Linked DNA regions of Mus musculus: regions 2 and 3 are each linked to region 1. The links are chromatin contacts, called in public promoter capture Hi-C maps. All regions are on one chromosome and are shown on one strand. The core of a region is the stretch at or near the end of the contact, and the rest is flanking DNA. Distances in the headings are between cores, read along the strand shown.

The links. Promoter capture Hi-C pulls out the DNA fragments that hold promoters and counts their contacts. Capture Hi-C pulls out chosen DNA fragments and counts their contacts.
Region 2: a contact with region 1 is called in a promoter capture Hi-C map of adipose tissue. The contact joins the promoter of Vxn here to the promoter of Vcpip1 in region 1. A contact is called at or near these places in 1 of 39 promoter capture datasets (the C10 cell line), 1 of 115 datasets of contacts at active chromatin or transcription factors (the 230-238 cell line) and 2 of 9 other capture datasets (adipose tissue and liver).
Region 3: a promoter capture Hi-C map of hematopoietic stem and progenitor cells shows a contact between it and region 1. The contact joins the promoter of Mcmdc2 here to the promoter of Vcpip1 in region 1. A contact is called at or near these places in 11 of 39 promoter capture datasets (the C10 cell line, cranial neural crest, embryonic stem cells and 7 more), 1 of 484 Hi-C or Micro-C datasets (bone marrow-derived macrophages), 4 of 115 datasets of contacts at active chromatin or transcription factors (bone marrow-derived macrophages, embryonic stem cells, microglia and 1 more) and 3 of 9 other capture datasets (adipose tissue, liver and pancreatic islet).

The regions. Positions count from the first base shown.
Region 1 is chr1:9,747,089-9,749,788 of GRCm38.p6, reverse strand. It overlaps Vcpip1 (valosin containing protein (p97)/p47 complex interacting protein 1), which reads left to right and starts at 1,407. Exons shown (of 3, transcript NM_173443.3): 1 at 1,407-2,700. The coding sequence starts at 1,633. 1700034P13Rik (RIKEN cDNA 1700034P13 gene) reads right to left here and starts at 2,141. Exons shown (of 4, transcript NR_040462.1): 1 at 1,185-2,141.
Region 2 is chr1:9,599,885-9,602,584 of GRCm38.p6, reverse strand. It overlaps Vxn (vexin), which reads right to left and starts at 1,318. Exons shown (of 6, transcript NM_178399.4): 1 at 935-1,318. The coding sequence starts at 1,001. The region is part of intron 3 of 2610203C22Rik (RIKEN cDNA 2610203C22 gene); the gene reads left to right.
Region 3 is chr1:9,907,240-9,909,939 of GRCm38.p6, reverse strand. Mcmdc2 (minichromosome maintenance domain containing 2) reads right to left here and starts at 1,302. Exons shown (of 15, transcript NM_177722.3): 1 at 1,250-1,302.

The sequences.
Region 1 (2,700 bases), core at 158-2,657:
TACACACACACACACACACACACACACACACACATACAGTTTGAAAAATGCATCAGTTGAGACCACGAATTTGAAAGAGAGCAAGGAGGGGCATATATGAGGGTTAGGAAGGAGGAATGGGAAGGGACATATAATTATATTATAGTCTAAAAAATAGAGTGAAGTGAAAATCTCCTATATATTATGCAGGCTGGGATTATATCTCAGTTAGTAGAATGCCTGCCTATCATGCATGAAGCTCCAAGTTCAGCCCTTAACACTGCATAACCTAGGTGTAGTGGTATGTACCTCTGACCCTGGCATTTGGGAGGTGGAGGCAGAAGACAGAAAGTTCAAGGTCAATTCTCTACTATAGGGAGTTTGAGGTCTGCCTGGGCTAAAAAAGTAAAACTGTATACTATATATGCATAGAAAAACCTTAATAATTGTGATCTCTAACTGCTAACAGACAACGTTAACTTTCTTTTAAACTTATTTTTTAAACATTTGATGACAAGCAATTTCCTTAACACTTAAAAAAGAAGACAGGTTGGTGGCAAACATCTTTAGTCCCATCACTCAGGAGATAGAGGCAGGTGGATCTCTGTGGATTTGAGGCCACCCTCGTCTATTTAGTGAATTCTACACAAACAAACAAACAAATAAACAAATAAACAGACAGACAGACAGACATACAAAAAGACAAATATAATAACAGGATGTTTTCTTTAAAAGTGTTCTTACAAGTTGGCGATCAGTAATTCTCAAACTGTGACCTTTCATCATTAACCTACCAGCTTATAACTACGAATAAGATAGAAGCTCAGTTACGGCACTTGCTAGCTAAGTGGTAATTTTAAAAAAATGACATCGTATTTGAAAAATTAATATACTTAAAAAAAAAAGTAGCCTCATAGAAAACTCCTTCCATGTTCTTAGGACCTTTAACCCGGACTTCCTAGCAGTGGTGGTGGACTTTAGACCCTCTTCCACACCAATCCTTTGCACTTTTGTTTTCCCCAAGCACACTCCTTTCTGCGCAAGGGGAAAGTGCAGGGGGACACTACCCACAGCAGCCTAGGAATGTGATTTCTCTGACTCTTTCTCGTGGGCCATAGAATGGGGGACAAACTACAAAAGAGATCCAGTTAAAAATACAACTACCGACAAGCTCCGCGAATCATCGACTTCCTTTCTGCCCCCACCTTCCGAGTGCCTTCCTCTTCCTCCTCCCCGCGTGCGTCGAGTCGCTTTGCATCACGGTATTTGAAGTTCTTTCTGGACGGAAGCGCCTAGCACTCCTTCGCGAGAGAGGAGCCGGAAGACTCTGGTTCCCAGAGGGCAGAGCAGAAGCTACGCCTGCGCAGTCTCAGTGAGGGCGTGTATGTCTGTGTCTGAGGGAGAGAGCGAGAGTGAGTGAGTGTGAGTGCGGGGTGGGGTGGTGGCCGTTACGTTCGGGGCAACGGCTAAGGCAGTGGAGAAGTGAGAAGAGAAACAACGTCCGGCGCTTCCGCCTTCGCCTAGGAGGAGGAGGAACTGGTAGGAAAAGGAAAGCCATTCGCCCTGGGCCTGGACTAGACCTCGTCGGGCCGGCGGAGGTCTGGCTATGTGCCTTTGAGGGTCGCTTGGGACGCCGAGCGAGAGCCGAGAGCGATGTCTCAGCCGCCGCCGCCTCCTCCGCTGCCGCCGCCGCCGCCTCCCCCTGAGGCTCCGCAGACTTCGTCGTCTCTGGCGGCGGCGGCTTCTCCGGGGGGCCTTTCGAAACGAAGGGACCGAAGAATCCTTTCCGGGAGTTGCCCGGATCCCAAGTGCCAGGCGCGCCTCTTCTTCCCGGCCTCGGGTTCTGTCAGCATCGAGTGTACCGAGTGCGGACAGCGGCACGAGCAGCAACAGCTGCTGGGAGTGGAGGAGGTGACCGACCCGGACGTAGTGCTGCACAATCTGCTGCGGAACGCGCTACTCGGAGTGACGGGGGCTCCCAAGAAGAACACGGAACTGGTAAAGGTGATGGGCCTCTCCAACTACCACTGCAAATTATTGTCGCCAATATTGGCACGCTATGGAATGGACAAACAAACGGGCCGGGCCAAGCTTCTCCGGGACATGAACCAAGGCGAACTGTTCGATTGCGCGTTACTTGGTGACCGGGCCTTCCTCATCGAACCAGAGCACGTCAACACAGTGGGCTATGGCAAGGACCGCTCCGGAAGCCTCCTGTATTTGCACGACACGCTCGAGGATATCAAACGGGCTAATAAAAGTCAAGAATGCCTCATCCCAGTGCATGTGGATGGGGATGGACACTGCCTAGTGCATGCTGTGTCTAGGGCTCTAGTAGGCCGAGAGCTCTTCTGGCATGCTCTGAGGGAGAATCTTAAGCAGCACTTTCAGCAGCACCTAGCCCGATATCAAGCCCTGTTTCATGACTTTATTGATGCTGCCGAGTGGGAGGACATTATCAATGAATGTGACCCTCTGTTTGTGCCACCTGAAGGTGTCCCCTTAGGCCTGAGGAATATCCACATATTCGGCCTTGCCAATGTGTTACATCGTCCCATAATTCTTTTAGATTCCCTCAGCGGCATGAGAAGCTCTGGTGATTATTCAGCCACCTTTCTACCTGGCCTCATACCTGCAGAGAAATGCACTGGGAGAGATGGTCATTTGAACAAGCCAATCTGTATTGCGTGGAGTAGCTCTGGTAGAAACCATTATATTCCC
Region 2 (2,700 bases), core at 69-2,568, 150 kb after region 1:
AATTTCAACTCCTACACATGGGCACACTCCCAACTTCCCCTTTCCTCCCTTTCCCTCAGTAGTAGATGTTGAGAGCTCAATTTATGTTTAGCTGTTTGCCTGTGCCCAGGCTGAGTCTCCACCCCTGGTAACCCCCCTCAGTATTGGACAGAGGAAGAAAAGAATAGTTTGAATGTGTGCTCCCAGCACTAGCAAACATTCAAACCATTTTAGCCAAATATCACAGTCAAGCCAGGCGTAAGCCTGTGCCACAGCAGGACAAGGGGCTACAGGGTCAGAACAATGGCAAGGTAAAGCTGACTGGATCATCGGCCCTTCCTCAAATTTGGACTCACAAGCCCTTCCCAGGGATCCGCACCAATGGCCAGGACCCAGAGGTTATAACGTCAAGATTCCCTTTTGGTAGTTCCCTTTGTGGTCCTATGGATAAGTCAGCCTGGGGTCAGCTTCATTGCCTTTCTGGGTGTTTGATTGCCTTTCTGGAGTCTTTTCCCTCCCAAGTCAGATGGAGTTGGCTTTGGAACGGCTGATTCTCTCTTCAGAACCTGCCCTTTTTTTTTCCTTTACCGGAGACAATAAGAAAGCTTATTAGGCTGCCCTGGAAATTTTGTTTCCATCGTTGTCTCTTTAACAATCACTTATTGTCCCAGCCTTTGAGCCTGCTGGGTTGTCCGTTTCGAATTAAGTGAAGCAGGAAGGCTATGCTGTCCTCGTCCCCGCCTGAATAGATTGTTTCCCTATGATTGATGTTTATCCTTGTGCCCCTCTTCAGAAAAGGGGGACATCAAATGACATCGACACGAAGAAGCCAGCAGACCTCGGGACCCGAGGGTACCAAGTACTAGTGTACCTTAGTCCGACAGCACCGGGTCACCTCCCGCATAAGATGCCACAATAGGGGACGCCAAGAGCGGTTGTTAGGATTATTACTCACCCTTGGAAGGAATCACCGTGGTGAAAACTTCAATATTCTCATCACTGCAGCTGTAGATCTGATGCATGGTCTCAGCCCCCTGCCCTGCAGGGTGTCCGGGAGCCCGTGGCCTCTCTCTGGAGCCCTAGTCCCAGGGTCTCCTAAGCCAGTCTGGCTCTGTGATCATTGTGCAGGTCCACAAAAGGCAGGCTGCCTGTGCCTCTCATGACAGTCTCACCGCAGCAACATTTCCTAATCCCATCTGTCTTTTTTTTTTTCTTTCTTTCTTTCTTTCTTAAATGACTCCTATTATTGCAAACCTTTGATTGAACACGGAGCCTTCCGTCTCTCCCTCTCAGCTAGGATGTACTTAACAATTTTATTTTCCAGTGTCTGCCGCAGTGAATTTGGAAGTCTTTTGTGAAGTGACGAAGTGAATTCGCCTACTCAGTTAGCGCACAGCTTGGCTGGAGGATTTCACAGAAGAGGAATAGACGAAACGTCAGTTTTGCTATCAGTGTGCCCGGGTCTCATTCCAGAAAGGAAGGGCTTTTTCTCCTCCTCCAGGGGAACAGGATCTTCATTTGTCATATGTTAACTCCGCTCCCTTCAAAGTTTCTATTTTAAATAAAAGGACTGTTTTTTCACCACATATTTTTCTCAATCCACTTTGACAACAAGGCTTACATTTCAGGAGGTGAGAGTTTAGTGTTTCTTTGTACAACCCTACAGGTATGCATAGTCACGCAACAGGCAGTGCACACACCAAGGGACCCGTTTATAGGATAGTTATATTTTATTATCTTCTATATTGGAATGTATTTATTGCCTTATCTTTTTATGTTATATAGTCTATGGGTATGCTATATTTTCCTCATATAATCTTTCCTAATATATACACAAATAAATGTCATGGTAGCTATACATTTCATAAACATATATAAGCATATGCATTTTATCCAATCCCACTACTTTTTATTATGCTACACAGTTTCACACCATAAGACTGATGGAGTGTAATGAAATTAACAGTGACAGCTGCCCTATTAAATATTAGTTACAAGTCATGGAGCTAGCTATATGATATCATTGAGTATCTATAACTAACCAATGGCTCTAGCTAATTATTATTTTACCGTGGTATTCTCAAGAAACTGAAGTATGAAGACTTTAGCTTCTTTAATGATTAAAATAGCTAATTTGCACCAAAATTGGATTTAATCTCTAGATTGACTGAAAAGTTAATAAACTAGCTCCTCAAACTCTCTCTCTCTCTCTCTGTGTGTGTGTGTGTGTGTGTGTGTGTGTGTGTGTGTGTATGATGCTATAGCCCAGGCTGGCCCCAAACTCATAGCCTTCCCAAAGTAGGGATTACGAGTATTTACAACCATGTTCTATTAATTTCTAAAATTTTATTTAATGTGTATGTTTTGCCAGCATAGGACAACAGATCCCCTGAACTGGAGTTACAGGTGATTGTGACCTGCTATGTGGGTGCTGGGAATCAATTCATGGTCTTCTAGAAGAGCAGTTGGTGTTCTTAACCACTGAAACATCTCTCCAGTCTCTTTGTGTTCAATTCTTTAGTCTTGACTTGCCATTCTTTAACCTTGGGTGAACCTAGTTCATCATATTTTAGACATGGAGTTGTGTCTACTGATATTTCTGTACTGGACAAATGTTTGCTCCCTAGGTAGTTTTCAGCACTTCATCTCTTTCTCTGTGAATTACACCTATTATAGGGGGTGCCTCTGGCTAGCCATGTTTGCTCTATCTGAGGTGAATGG
Region 3 (2,700 bases), core at 53-2,552, 160 kb before region 1:
ATCTGTGTCTCAAAACCAAACCACCACCACCACCAAGAACAAAAACAGGTTTCTGAAGTTGGATGACATTGAGTGAAATGGTTGTGTAAATTTAGAATAAGTTTTTGAAGTGCAAAATAATTATATAAGGAAAGAGAAGTTTACAAAGTTTTTGAAAACAGAATCGTCCTTTTTTTTTAAAAAAAATATATTTTGGAAATTAGCTCCTTCATGTTGCCTGTGTGAAGAATGCTTTGAAACTAAACAGCCAATTATCAGTTTTCAACTAGTGTTGTATTTCTAAGAGATGGATGGACCAGCCCAGGGTATTTGAAACAAAACGGAATGGAGGAGATAATTCTAGAATTTTAAAGACTCTAATTCTGGGCTTCATGACCAACCTGTACCACACAGAGAGGAAAAAATTCAGTCGAGGCCAGGTCATGGTTGCAGACATTCAGTAGGTTGGGCAGACTGAGTTCAAAGTTAGTCTCTAGCAGATAGGTGGTAGCACACAGCCTTGATCCCAGCACTCAGGAGGCAGAGGCAGGGATATCGCTGTGAGCTCCATGATGGGAAGGGCTCTGCAAAGAAACCAAGTCTCGAAAAGCAAAACAAAACAAAACAAAACGGTAGTCTTTGTAGCCGTGGGCTACATAATGAGCTCTAGGGTAGTCTGAGTTGCATAACAAAGCCCTGTCTAGAAATCAAGGTTTGTTATGTCCAAGGCTGGGCTTCATCACAGCACCGCCAAACAAGTGAATTTTCATTTATCAGGTGCGTGTGCCGCAGACTCTTGAAAGTCAGCTAGGCAGGAAAGGACACAAGAAGTTGAGTCTGGAGTTCAGGGCCTTCAAAAGATGGGCATAGAGCCCAACTGTCTGCCCAAAATTGTCATGCTGGGCAGAAGTGGCACGCGCCACTCAGCAGGCAGAGAGGCAGGAGCATCTCTGGGTTTGAGGTCAGCCTGGTCTACAGAGCAAGTTCCAGGACGGACATACGGACTGACAGACAGACAGTCTTGGGGATGAACGCATTTGCAAGTAGGGGATTATGAGGAGAAAAGGACACAGAACAGGCCACCGGAATAATCCAAGTTTTCCCTTCTGTCAGCGCTGAGGGAACCCTGAGGAGATGCGGAGACCAAGGCCCAAACACCTCAGGACTCAGCCACTAGAGAGAACCCGCTTGGCTCGCCGGCCCTGCAGCTCCTCAGGAGACTCCAGTGCCTTCGACCTGGCTATGTTGCCACCTCTGGAATAAGACTCACCTGCACTGCAGGACCCGCGTGGGCTACAGAGGGCCTCCTGCGCACGCGCACTCTCCCAACTGTCGGGCGCGCGCGGGGTCTGCCGGGACCGCAGCCCTTCTGTCACCAGGGCAACCAGTCTCACCTATATAGTGCTGTTTGCTCCCGCAAGGCAAAGAGATGGAGATTCTTTTGCTTTTGCTGTTATCTAATCCAAGACAATATCTGTATGAAAAAAATTTCAATTTCTGCTGGTGGAAATGCGAAATAGCGTCGTAAACTTCGGAAACTGTGGTAGCCTCTCAAACGGCTAATTCCAAGAGAATTGAAAATATGCATCCACAGAAAATCTTGTATATGTAAATTCATACTATTACTCAAAATTGCCCCGAAGTGAATGTCTTGACTTCCAACTAGCGTCAAACAGCTGTGGTATAGCAACACAAAACAACACTATATTCCCTTGAATTAAAAAGAGAATTAAGGGATAGCACAATACTATGGCTTTTGAGTGCACTGTGCAAGAGGAAAGGCACAAAGTCATATGTTGTATGTTGCCATTCATGTATGAAATAGGATAGGCAAACATGAATACAAATTTATGATTACCTAGGGCTTGGTAAAGCAGTGAAAAGTGATTGATAATGAGTAGGGGACTTCCCCCCTAAAATGTAGTAAAATACACATAACAAAATGTACCATTTTAGCCATTCTTGAGTGGAAGCTGAATGTCATAGAACTGTAACACTGTTTCCAGTACATAATTATCTTCCCCTAACTTTGTACCATTTAGTGATTCCCTAAGTTCCTGGCAATAACCATTCTGTCTTTAAAATTAGCTACTCCAGAACTCATAAATGGAACAAATACAGCATTTATTGTCTTGTGCCTTTTATTCTACTTCATAAAATGTCCTTAAGGCTCATCCATGTTGTAGGATGTTAGAATGGTCTTCATTTGTAGTATTCCATTCCATGGATTCTTTTCTTGGTGCTGGGAACTGACACTGAACCTCCAGGCCCTATCGGTTGTTTGTGAGGTAATGGAGATATCCTAAAGTTGAATAAATTCTGAAGAAAGTCTGTCATTTGTTGATTTTGAGACAGGGTCTTTCTACTATAACCCAGGATAGCCTTACATATACCTTGTAGTCCAGGCTGGCTGTGAACTCAGTTCATAGCATAGGCAAGTCTTCAATTCACAATTTTGCCTCAGCTTTCAAGTATATTTAGGTACTTATAGGTACATTTCACTATATCAGGCATTTTAAAATGGATGAATTCTATAGTATAAGAATTAAAGATCATAGAAGCTTTACCAAACAACAAAAGCACTAAAATTTGGACTAGCTCAAGTGTACTACTTGGCAAAGTAGGCCTTCTTCCTCTTCAGGGGTAAAGGTTTCAGTTAAGAAATACTATGTAACATATTGCCCCACAGCTGTAGCCACATGTACCAGCACGTTTTCCCTT